Regions from separate parts of the Mus musculus genome. Here regions 2 and 3 are each linked to region 1. The links are chromatin contacts, called in public promoter capture Hi-C maps. All regions are on one chromosome and are shown on one strand. Each heading gives the region's core, a stretch centred on a gene start, on an enhancer-like site or on the middle of the called end of the contact. The rest is flanking DNA. Distances are from core to core; before and after follow the strand shown.

Region 1 (3,734 bases), core at 406-2,905:
ACGCCAAAGATGTGAGTCAGAGATGCCACAAATTCTGAATCACGCCTTGGCTGCATTGATAATGGCTCCGTTCCAGTCAAGTCTGTTGTATCTGTTTCTCCAAATTAATTATTTTAACTACTCTCTCCCCCAACTAGGTTTTCATGGTTGGACAGATAAGATATATGACAGACATATTTCAGGTAAAGAGACTTATTTTTTTCCAATGTGTTCATATTAGGTTCTTGGCTACTTCTCGCCAAACAAGAAAGAACTGTATTTTTAAAGTTCTTTGCTCTTAAAAAATAAGTAAGCAACTGTGTTGGTATACCCTGTTCCAGAAAGGGAATAGTGGGCAGATTCTAACAGTAAATGTGACACCCCATAGAATCCCGAAGCGCAAGCAGCAGTTGAAATGGATCCAGCTATTTATAGGATTACAATAAGCACACCTTTGTACAGCGCAACCATTTACTGCCCAGCTGATCTGAACAGGGACAAAAAGAGCTGTCTGGGAGACTTCAGCGGCTCTCTTCCCCCTTGCTTCATCCACTACTGCACCAAGCACCTAAATGAGCAATCATTGCGCTCTCAAGAAGGAAAAAAGAAGGAAAAAAAATGTCTCTTTCCCTGCCCCCTCTGCAAACAGCTGCGAGCTCTTTCCAAAGCAGATTTAACCAACCAACTAAACTGAAGAATACCCTAAAACCCAGTGGTTTCCCGATATTCGTTTCTTAGGGCAGAAAGCTTTACAACCAAAAGATATTACTCCTTCATAAATAGGTTCACGGTTACGTGAAGACAAGGTCCTACAAAGGTGTGACTTTGGATTCGCAGCCTGTTCAAGAAAGAGGCAAAACCAGAAAGCGAATTTTCATTGGATTCTGCTTTATTAAATGAGAGAACGCTTCTTTCATCATGTGCTTGACTCGCTTCAAAACTTACAAAGGAGACTGTTCAACGGAATTTATGTCTGAGCGGGAAAATAAATGGGTAGGGCGCCTAAGCCATGGCGACCTGGGAGGACCGGGGCCACCCCTGGAAATTGATCCAAAGGACTTTACTAGCAGAGCTAGCAAGCAGTGACAAGAATCCAGTTACACCCAAGTCTGCACACCGATCCCTCTGGCCCACGTCGACGTCACCAAAATCGTGAAATAAACTAAGAAAAAAATCAAGTTGGTTGTGTCCCCACGCGCGTACTAAAAGTCGGGGAACTAGGTCCCATTTTCACAACTCTTTAGTTAAGAGTTCGGAGTTCAGTCTTCTTCCAGTGACCTGAATTTTTCATCTACAACCTTAAGTAGAGTTTCGAGGCTCCTTTTTCGGTGTCCCCTCCCGAACCCCGTACTTTTCCACTCTTTTTGTACCCCTGACTGGTAGAGGACTAGTGGGGAGCAGCGCCCCTCACTGGCGGGGGCAAGAAGCGCCGCGTGCTCCCCGCTTCGCCGCCCTCTGGCCAAACAATAGCTTTCCGCAGGGACCTGCGATCCGGAGCGGCCGGACCCCAGGATTCCCGGAGCACGCAGCCTCCCGACACAGTGCAGAGAGCGCCCAACCCCACGGACTGGTCCCCGCCGCGGCTACCACGAACAATGCGCGCCCCGCCCCGCGCGCCCGGCGCGCCTATTGGCCCGGCGGCTGCGGGTAGAGCAGCGCGGGCGACTCCGGCGCGCGTGCGCGGGGCGGGGCGCGGCGGGGGCGGCGCTTTGTGTGCAGCAGTGAGCCGGGGTCTGCGGGGCGCGGGCCGCGGCGGGCGGCGGCATGGAGGAGCTGAGCAGCGTGGGCGAGCAGGTCTTCGCCGCCGAGTGCATCCTGAGCAAGCGGCTCCGCAAGGTGCGTGAGCCCCCGCCCGCTCCCCGCGTGCGCCTGGCGCTCTGCGGGGCTAACCGCCCGCTCTTATCTCTCCGCAGGGCAAGCTGGAGTACCTGGTCAAGTGGCGCGGCTGGTCCTCCAAGTGAGTCTCCGGTGCGCGGCCGCCTTCCCGCGCGCGCCTCCCGGCCTGGGTGGGAACCCTCGCATCGCAGGCCCGGGCGGGAAGTCCTGTGCCTCGGGACCCAGAGGACTCTGGCCGACTGGCGCTGCCCTTTGTTTACGAGCCCACGGGGAGCGAGCAGGGCGGCCTCCAGCCCCGAGTCCCTGGAGCCCGGCCCGCCTCCGCGCCGCGCGCTTCTGGCGCCCATTTGTTGCATGCGCCCCCGCCCAGGAGCTGGCCGCGGCTGGCGCGGGACGCGGGCCCCCTCCCCTTGCCCAAGTTATCCTGCTGTAACCTGAGCTTCCTACTGGTGGGAGGGCTCCCCCACCTACTCCTACCCCCGGCCCGAGCTTGCTTTCTTCTCAATGAGGGACGGGGACCCGGCCTTCTCCGGAAAGGGCTTCCTTTGTAGCTGCCCCGCCACCCTCCTTCCTGAGCCCCATCCCCTCCAGATACCACTCCCCAAACCCGGTGCCCTGCCCGCGCTCTCGGTGGTATCCTCCACTTTGTTCCGTCTGTGCCCCCCGGCTCCCCCTCCCCTACCTGCCTTCCCTCCCCTCCCTGGCTCCGGGCCAGGCCCAGGGGATTCCCTCGGCAGCTTTGCTCTTTGTTGGGGTTTGTTTTCCTCCCAGTGTAGACTGTCGAGTCCTCTCCTGGCCTGCTGGGGTTTGAGGTGGCAGTTTGCCTGTGGGTTTGAGGCTGGGATGCTAACTAACTTTAAGGACTTCTAAGACCTCAGAGGACAGCCTCTGCCGCAGTGCCCCTTGTCCCAGCGGGGCTGTGGGAGCTGTCCCCGGCAGCCCACCTGGATGCTGCTCACCAGCCCGCCCACCCCCCTTTGCTTTGCTTTTCCAGACACAACAGCTGGGAGCCAGAAGAGAACATTTTGGACCCGAGGCTGCTCCTAGCCTTCCAGAAGAAGTGAGAACTCTGGAGGAGGGGAGAGTTGGGTGGAATTGGCTGGTGACACAGTGGCCTGGGGCTGTGGTGTGGGGAAGCCTGTGGTGGAGCACTTTAAGGCCTCACAGACAGCCTCTGGTTTCTCTTGGCCTTTTCTGTGGAGTAGCTTTTGGTCGGCACTAATAGCACTTGAAGCTGGAAGCTTGTTGTAAAAAGCACACCTCTGCCCCTGCCACGGTGTGCGTGTGCCATGGTGCAGGAGAGGGAGGGCCCAGAGTGCAAAGTCATGTGTTTGATGTTTTGCCCAAGCCTTGAAAGTGCTGAGGTCACTTCTGTAATTACAGTTCTTACGTCCCGCCTCGGGGTGGGGGGGGGGGCACGACTCATTGAGATAAGGATCCTGTGAGATGGTGTTGGGAAGGGCATGTTGGGCTGGGGGACAGGGAGGTGGGTTTCACCGGCACCTTCCCTCTGCAATGCCTCTGTCCATAAAGCAGATGAATGTCTGCTCAGAAACCTCCCCAGCTGAGGTCAGTCGAGCGAGCTTGTTCTCTGGTAGCCCAGCCTGTGTTTCTCAGTGTTACAGGAGTGGGAAAGGGATAAGTTTTGGCAGGATGTGTGAGTGCTTGAGCCTGCTCGGATTCCTTTGGAAACGGATGGATAGATAGCAAGCAACATCCTCGCCTGTTAGACTGATGGCTTGGTCCTCACAGGAGCCAGCTTGGCACTGTGTAGAGCTGGTATGTTTCTCTGTGATTGAGGTGGCACCCTTGGGCCAGGTGCTACTCATACAAACCTGCAGCTGCTGCTCCTGGAGAAGCTGGGGGTGGGGGTGGGGCACTTGAGCAGATGGGAAACCAGCTTGGCTGGTGAAGCATGA
Region 2 (3,734 bases), core at 889-3,388, about 23 Mb before region 1:
AAACAGCCTTGCTCCATCACGTTTCCATAAATAAAAGAGCCCCGGCCCAGAGTTCACATGTCCTTTTGGGCCCTAATTTATATACTACAGAAAATCATATACCCACCTCGACATGCTTCATAACGCTGTTATTTATGGCTGGGGAGGGGATTTTTTTTTTTTTGGCCTGAAGACTATATTTATTACAGGTAAAACTGATGGCAGATTTCATAGGACTAGCAAAGCAGGAACAGGTGCTCTGCCCTAACTATGATTCATTCGCTCCAGGCCCAGCTTCTTGCTGGCAGATCCGGGAAGCTCTCTTGACTTTTCCAAGCGTCCAACCGCTACTTAGAAGAATTTGCATCGGATTTTTGTTTCCCCATTTGGATACTACAGGGAAAAAAATAGATCTTCACGCTGTTTGGTTCCGGATCTGCTGGGCTGTCGCTCTCCAAGAGCGTGGGTGGAATTGAAGGGGCCGGCTGGGCGCCCGCATTGATCTTTAAAAAATCATTTTGAAATCGCCATAATGTGAAGAAATATGGCGCTTCGCCCTCGTATTTCACACGTAATGACACGAGATGGCTTCATTTAGAAAGACAAGCGGGCGGGACTGTGTGTGTGCTCTCGGAGGTGATCCGCAGCCTTCCACTGGGCAGTAGGGGTACTGGCTAAAAACATATTGACCCCCAAGTTAGAACGGTTCCACTTTTTCTAAAAGAAGGGGAGGCTAAGGAGGGAGTCATGGCCCCCGGAGCAGTCTGCCTAATAACGGTCCAGACTCAGAGAATAGCCAAGAAATCTGTCTTTAAACCTAACCCGAGGAAACCAAGCCTGTCTAGGGGCCCGGCCTCCCAGAGCACCACACCGGGGGAGGCGCCTGCACCCAGGCAGAAGCTGTAGAGGCAAGAGCTGGGAGAGCCGCCAGGAAACCAGCCCGTGGCCTCGGGGGAGTCCCTGCGCAGGGCCGCAGATTAGCTGCTAATAAAATGCACTATTTGTAATCTCCACGAGAGGATTGTAGGCGAGAAGGCGGCGGGTGGGGGAAACGGACTGATGCCGGGGACTCCTCTGTACTTGCTACCGTCCTATGTCAGTATTTGGACCTTTTCCAGAGCGGCAATTCCGGGTGAAAAGCGCTAGAGTGCTGAGAATTTAGCTGGCCTCTTTCCCTTTTTGGATGGAAAGGAAGGTAACCCGGTGTTCCTTACTGTGCCGTTTGGGGAGTCTTCTTCCCCTTCTCCTTTAATCATTTCCCACATTAGCCCTCTCATCTGGACATTTTTAAGGGTCTCAGAGATTCCTGGATGAAGGACAAGAAATGACCATGGACCCAGCCTTTCACAAAGGCCCAAGAAAAATTTTAAGGAGTTAAACAAGACTGGTTAGTCTCCCGAAACTCTAGTTCCAGGGCCTGGTGTGTCTCTTTGGCCTTAGGCAGGCTATAATTTCAAGACAGATAATGATTCTTTGGACACTAGTCCCCTTTCGCCTCTCTCAGCTGCTAAAGGATCAAGGGAAGAGCCTAGTCACGTAAATCTCCCCAAATTGTGCCCTGAACCCCCTCCAAAGAGGATAACTGTCCTATAAAAGCCCCAACTTCTTTCTCATCCTTTTACTTCATCTCCTGTGGGTCGCTGTACTGCTGTTGTTTAATAAACATCTCTGTCAAGGGGACAGAGGACAGGAAATGAGGGCCCGCGGGGTGGAGGTGGAGGTGTTGGGGGGGGGCGACAAGACTACCTCCTCTTTAATTACCCTGTCGGGCCTCTCCCGCAGCTCTGAGGCTGGGGCGCTCTCCCTCCCTGTATGCTGGTCCTCCCCCCCCCCCCAATCTGCCTGGGGAGAGGGCTCCTCAGCCTGCGTCCCTCCTGAGGCAGCCCGCTGCTTGCCTCCGCCTCTCCTCCGCCCCCATCGCCCCATGTTGAGAACCCCCCTTCCTGTAAAAGCGGGAGGGGCCCGGGCGGCCCGGCAGCTCAGGCTGAGGTTACGTGGCCGCCGGAGCCCTGACGTGATAGCACATTGCATCAGCATAAAACAATCCATCCTGGATATGGAATGCGGTGAGGACGGATGACAGCGCGAGCGCAGCCCCCTCGCCCGATTGATTTATGTCGGAGCTGACGCTTTATCAGGCAGTCCGCAAAACTTTGACCAATCATTTTGCAAGGAGCTCCGAGCCGGGCTGCTCCACTGTACTTTGTTGGCTGAGAAGTTGAGCAGGGGGTGGGGGTGGGAGGGTGGGGGTCTGGGGGGGGTCGCGTCCGAAAGCCCTCTGCACCGGGTCCGTGTGCCACCTTTTCCCTGCTTGGGCGCCGCGGCGCGAGCGCTTCCCTTCCCCCTGCGAGCGCGCGGATAATGTCTGAGAATGTCCATTTCTGGGACGCTTAGCAGCTATTATGTCGACTCGATCATAAGTCACGAGAGCGAGGACGCGCCTCCAGCCAAGTTTCCTTCGGGCCAGTACGCGAACCCGCGGCAGCCGGGCCACGCCGAGCACCTGGACTTCCCCTCGTGCAGCTTCCAGCCCAAAGCGCCGGTGTTCGGCGCCTCCTGGGCGCCGCTGAGCCCGCACGCCTCGGGGAGCCTGCCGTCTGTCTACCACCCCTACCTGCAGCCCCAGGGCGCGCCGGCGGCCGAAAGCAGGTACCTCCGCACCTGGCTAGAGCCGGCGCCGCGCGCCGAGGCCGCCCCGGGGCAGGGCCAGGCGGCCGTGAAGGCGGAGCCGCTGCTGGGCGCGCCGGGGGAGCTGCTCAAACAGGGCACGCCCGAGTACAGTTTGGAAACTTCGGCGGGCAGGGAGGCTGTCCTGTCTAATCAAAGAGCTGGCTACGGGGACAATAAAATTTGCGAAGGAAGCGAGGACAAAGAGAGGCCGGATCAAAGTAAGTTATAAAAAAAAAAAAAAGTGAGGAAATCCCCCCCAGGCTGCAGGCCAGGCCCGGGGGAGGGGAGGGGAGAGGCCATAAAGCGGACAATGTAAAGGGACAGAGCGCCTGGGGCCGCAGGGCTAGAGTGGGTGGAGGGAAGAGGAAGGAAGGGGCTGGCAAAGCAAAAAGCTGGGTGTCCAGGAGGGGGACACTGAGGCTACCCCCCACTCCTCCTTGTGGCGCAGGGACTGAGACTCAGGGACCAAGTCTCTCTAGTCCTTCATTCTTCCCCAGGCTCGGGCTGGAAAAAGGGAGAGGGACCTGCGATAGAACTGTAGGAGGCCGGGCCGATGGCCAGCGCGGCCCGGAGCCCGCGCGGGCACGGGGCCGAAGAGCACTCGGCAGAGCCGCCTGCGCCACGCGCAGACCGTCCCTGCCGGCCAAGGGGAAGGGGGAGGGGGCTCATTAGGATTTTATTTGCGATGCAACAGCTTGGCGGAGGATTGTTCCTAGCAGATCTCACGCAGTAGCCGCGTCGGGTCGGCAGCAGGCGCCGGGAGGGGCGGGGGAAGCCCAGGATGCGGTGACGGAGCCCCCTCCCCGGTGCGCCGGCCCCTCCCCGGGAGCCTTCCCTCCGGGGGTCCCCCGCCCTTCTAGGGCATCCTCGACAGGACGGCCGTTTCTCCTCCTGCGGTTGCACGCTGATCTCCGCGGGGCTTCCGATCACTTAGGCCGGGCAGTTCACCTCTCCGAGAGTCTAGGCATCACTTGCTAAAGACAGGGCCTCCCTCTAGAATGGAGGAGAAGACACCCAAAGGGACCCCGGGGGAGGGAGGGGGAGGACTGCGCAGGGGCGGAGAACTCTACCCTTGGTGGAGAGTT
Region 3 (3,734 bases), core at 540-3,039, about 23 Mb before region 1:
CACAACACCCTCTCTGGCCGCTGGCCTAGTTAAGAGCAGTTTCCCAAGAGCCTGCCTCTTTCTGTCCTTGCAACCACCACCTCCAGGTTTCCCTCCTTCCCCCCCCCTCCCGCTTCCCGGCAAACTTCTCTGCCTTTTTCTTTTCTTTCTTTCTTTAAATACTCACCACCACCCACGCGGACGTTACACTGACAGAAAGTTTCTAGTTCCAGCTCTCCGCTGAGTTGCCATTTCTCTGCTAAGCAGCCTTCTCCTCTAGGCTAGGCGACAGAGAGCGAGGAGGGGGAGGGGAGGCCAGAGCCGTGGGAGTTCTCCGGGGCAAACTTTCCACCCAAGTTAGCGCCTTCCCTCTGTCCCCATTTCCCATCTGTTTCCTAGATCTCCCAGAATCACCTTTCTCTTTGGCTCCCCCCTCCCTCAGGCCTTTTTAAGGGATATGCAATTTAGGTTGTTCCCTCTGCTTTCCCAAAGAGCCAAATTCTTTGATGCAATCGGAGGGAGCTGTCAGGGGGCTAAGATTGATCGCCTCATCTCCTCTTGGTCCCTCTGACCCACTTATTTAAAAATCTTCCCCCAGCCGACTTTTCATTTTCAGCTTTGAGGCCTAGTTTCCCACCAATTTGCTTGTGGCTCTGAGGTTTTTTTGTTTTTGGTTTTTTTTTTTTTTTTTTTTTTTTTTGTTGTTTTTTGCCTCCTTCCTCTAGTAAATCACAATATTCTAAAATTGAGCCCATCATAGGTGCCTCACCATAGAATACATTACATTTTTTTTTCTCTCTGGAGGCCCAAAGCAGAATATAATCTCAGTGGTGGTCATTATCCCCAGCCCCCTCTCCCCCACCATCTTTAGGAAATGTTTTCTTACCAGGGATTTTAAAAGTAGCCCAAAGGCAAATACAGAGGGGGAAATCCCTTTGTCCAGAGGGCGACTGTGCACTGACTTTAGCTTTGAAAGTTAAGTGGATGGCTACTTTGGTGCCCTGGATAGAGACACAGATACACCTGGGGGCCTGTGAATACATCTGTCACCTTAGACCTTCTTAGACCCTCCTATTGCCAGGGTTGGGGTGTCACAGTGTGAGTACAGATGACCCCAACAGGAAGGCAAGTGGACATAAGAAACTGCTTGTAAATTCTGAGCAGAGACTAGAATCCAGGGCACATAGCAAGGGAGGTAGGCCCATGTCCCAAAGTGCTCCTGGAATCTATGTCCCTGCTGCGTGCCAGCTCTGTGCATTTCTTAAGTGTGAACTACTGCTTTCTGAGGGTGGGTGGGCTGCCGCTGCTGCTGGTGTTTAGTGCTGTCCTTTATCCATCTCCTTTCTGATTTCCCCCAAGGTATGGAAGCCTCTTTCTACTCCCACTTCCCCCTAAATGAGATTTTTTTTTCTTTTCTTTTGGGGGCTGAGGTGGTGGTAGGGTAAGAGGCTACTGAGGGCCACATAAAGAAAGCATATTAACTCACTCCATTTCTCCCTTAAATGTGGTTGTTTGCCACCACCACACAGTCTCTGAAGGGAAGGAAGAGGTTCTTTTGGCTTTTCTGGGAAAAGAGAGCCATTAGGGAGAGTGTAGGGTACTGATGAAGGAACAGGGGTAGAGGAGGAAGCCTCATGGTATCCAGGTCGTGGTCCTCTGGAGTTTTTGAATCAATTAAAGCAAATAATGCCTGTGTTTTCCACTAGGCCTAGACTAGCGATTGGCGGAGACCGGTCCCGTGACCATGAATTCCCTGCAATTTCGGCGGAGTCCTGGGTTTAATAGAGAGAGTCCCCATACGCTTGTATTTATCAGCAATATACAATTATAAAGGCCTAAATTTAAAAAAAAAAGAGAGAGAGCGAAATCTCCCCCCCCCCGCGAAATTGCTCCATTGCATAAACCTGGGGGGGGCGGGAGAGGGGGGTCCCTCTGATTCTCCCTCCTGACGCCCCCCCCAGCAGGCCCCCTCCCCCACCATTGAAAGCCATGAATTTTGAATTTGAGAGGGAGATTGGGTTTATAAACAGCCAGCCATCGCTCGCCGAGTGTCTGACTTCCTTCCCCGCTGTCTTGGAGACATTTCAAACTTCATCAATCAAGGAGTCGACATTAATTCCTCCTCCTCCTCCTCTGGAGCAAACCTTCCCCAGCCTCCAGCTCGGCGCCTCCACCCTTCAGAGACCAGGGAGCCAAAAGCAAGCCGGAGATGGGCCTGCTCTGCGGTCACCGCCGCCACTCCCCGTTGCCCCCCCAGCCCCCGAGTTCCCCTGGATGAAAGAGAAGAAATCCACCAAGAAACCCAGCCAATCCGCCGCATCCCCTTCTCCAGCCGCCTCCTCGGTCCGGGCCTCCGAGGTCGGATCACCATCAGGTGGGTAAACGTATTAGGGGCGGGGTGAGGGGCAGTTGGAAGAGAAGGGGAGAATGTGAGGTGATGGGGCTCCTGGTGGGGTTCCCTAGGTCGACGGATCTGGGGCGAGGGAAGCAGAGTATCCCGCTGGGGTTCAGGCCTAGCCACTGTTAGCTTCCCCACCCCCAGAAAATTTTGGAAGCTGATTGAGGGTGGGGAGGATGCTTTTTTTTTTTTTTTTTTTTTAAATGTGCTTAGAAAAAAATGATTCGATTGAAGGGTTTCCCCGGTTTCTGTGTAGAGGAATGAAGCGTGTCTGGGATTGAATCTGGAGCCTGGAAAAGATGCGATGCCTCTAGCTCTCCTAAAGCTAGGGAAGAAGAGGGAATTCAAAAGCTAGGAAGGAAAGGGGTGAAGAACAATCTATGATCCCTCTCTCCCCAGGTTGAGTTGGAAAGTTCTGAATTGAGGGGTCCATTGGGAGGACTTGGGGGAGGGAGACTCTGAGGTCCTGGGAGCTAAGAGAAATTGCTCCCCGCCCCCTACGTGGCCCGTGGGCGGCTCTGAAGGCACCGACTTGACCCGGGCCGGGTCTGCCTACGTGGAAGAGCACTAAAAAAAACCCCAAAGACACAGAAAGAAGCGCTGTGGGGGTGGGGTGGGAGCCCGAGTAGGACTGCTGAGAGTCTTTTAAGCCAAAGGGGTGCTCCCGATCTCAGCTAAACGGAGGCTGCGTTGAGACCTCTCTGATAACATAGGGGTGCTTCCCTCGCAGATGGCCCCGGATTGCCAGAATGCGGCGGCAGCGGCTCCCGCAGACTGCGCACGGCCTACACCAACACGCAACTGCTGGAGCTGGAGAAGGAGTTCCACTTCAATAAGTACCTGTGCCGGCCGCGTCGCGTCGAGATCGCTGCCTTGCTGGACCTCACCGAAAGGCAGGTCAAAGTCTGGTTCCAGAACCGACGCATGAAACACAAGCGGCAGACGCAGCATCGAGAGCCGCCCGAGGGAGAACCAGGCGGGCCGAGCGCCCAGGACGACGCGGGAGAGCCAGCCGAGGAACCCACGGTCAGCCCGGGCGACGTCGCGACTCACCGGCTGCGGGAAGCCTGCTTCCACCCCGCCGAGGCCGCGCAGGGACCCCGGGGCGCACCGCCGTCAGCGCTGCCTGCCACCACCCTGGAGAGTGTGGGCGCATCGAGCCCCGGCTGCACAATGCTCAGAGCCGGAGGCCGGCAGAGCGAGCCCCTACCCGAAGACGCCTGCCCCGAGCGGCAGGATTCGCCTTTTCTACCGGACCTCAATTTCTTCGCTGCAGACTCCTGTCTCCAGATGTCCGGAGGCCTTTCACCCAGCCTGCAGGGTTCTCTCGATAGCCCCGTGCCCTTTTCCGAGGAAG

What was found. Promoter capture Hi-C pulls out the DNA fragments that hold promoters and counts their contacts.
Region 2: a promoter capture Hi-C map of embryonic stem cells shows a contact between it and region 1. The contact joins the promoter of Hoxb9 here to the promoter of Cbx2 in region 1. A contact is called at or near these places in 2 of 39 promoter capture datasets (both in embryonic stem cells) and 1 of 484 Hi-C or Micro-C datasets (embryonic stem cells).
Region 3: a contact with region 1 is called in a promoter capture Hi-C map of embryonic stem cells, with 7 read pairs. The contact joins the promoter of Hoxb2 here to the promoter of Cbx2 in region 1. A contact is called at or near these places in 2 of 39 promoter capture datasets (both in embryonic stem cells) and 1 of 484 Hi-C or Micro-C datasets (embryonic stem cells).

Annotation. Positions count from the first base shown.
Region 1 is chr11:119,021,366-119,025,099 of GRCm38.p6, forward strand. It overlaps Cbx2 (chromobox 2), which reads left to right and starts at 1,656. Exons shown (of 5, transcript NM_007623.3): 1 at 1,656-1,815; 2 at 1,893-1,936; 3 at 2,810-2,875. The coding sequence starts at 1,744. It overlaps Gm35829 (a long non-coding RNA gene), which reads right to left and starts at 2,474. Exons shown (of 3, transcript XR_389218.4): 1 at 1,908-2,474.
Region 2 is chr11:96,269,192-96,272,925 of GRCm38.p6, forward strand. Hoxb9 (homeobox B9) reads left to right here and starts at 2,139. Exons shown (of 2, transcript NM_008270.2): 1 at 2,139-2,867. The coding sequence starts at 2,351.
Region 3 is chr11:96,349,843-96,353,576 of GRCm38.p6, forward strand. It overlaps Hoxb2 (homeobox B2), which reads left to right and starts at 1,790. Exons shown (of 2, transcript NM_134032.2): 1 at 1,790-2,353; 2 at 3,108-3,734. The coding sequence starts at 1,969. Hoxb3os (homeobox B3 and homeobox B2, opposite strand) reads right to left here and starts at 3,552. Exons shown (of 4, transcript NR_155303.1): 1 at 3,218-3,552.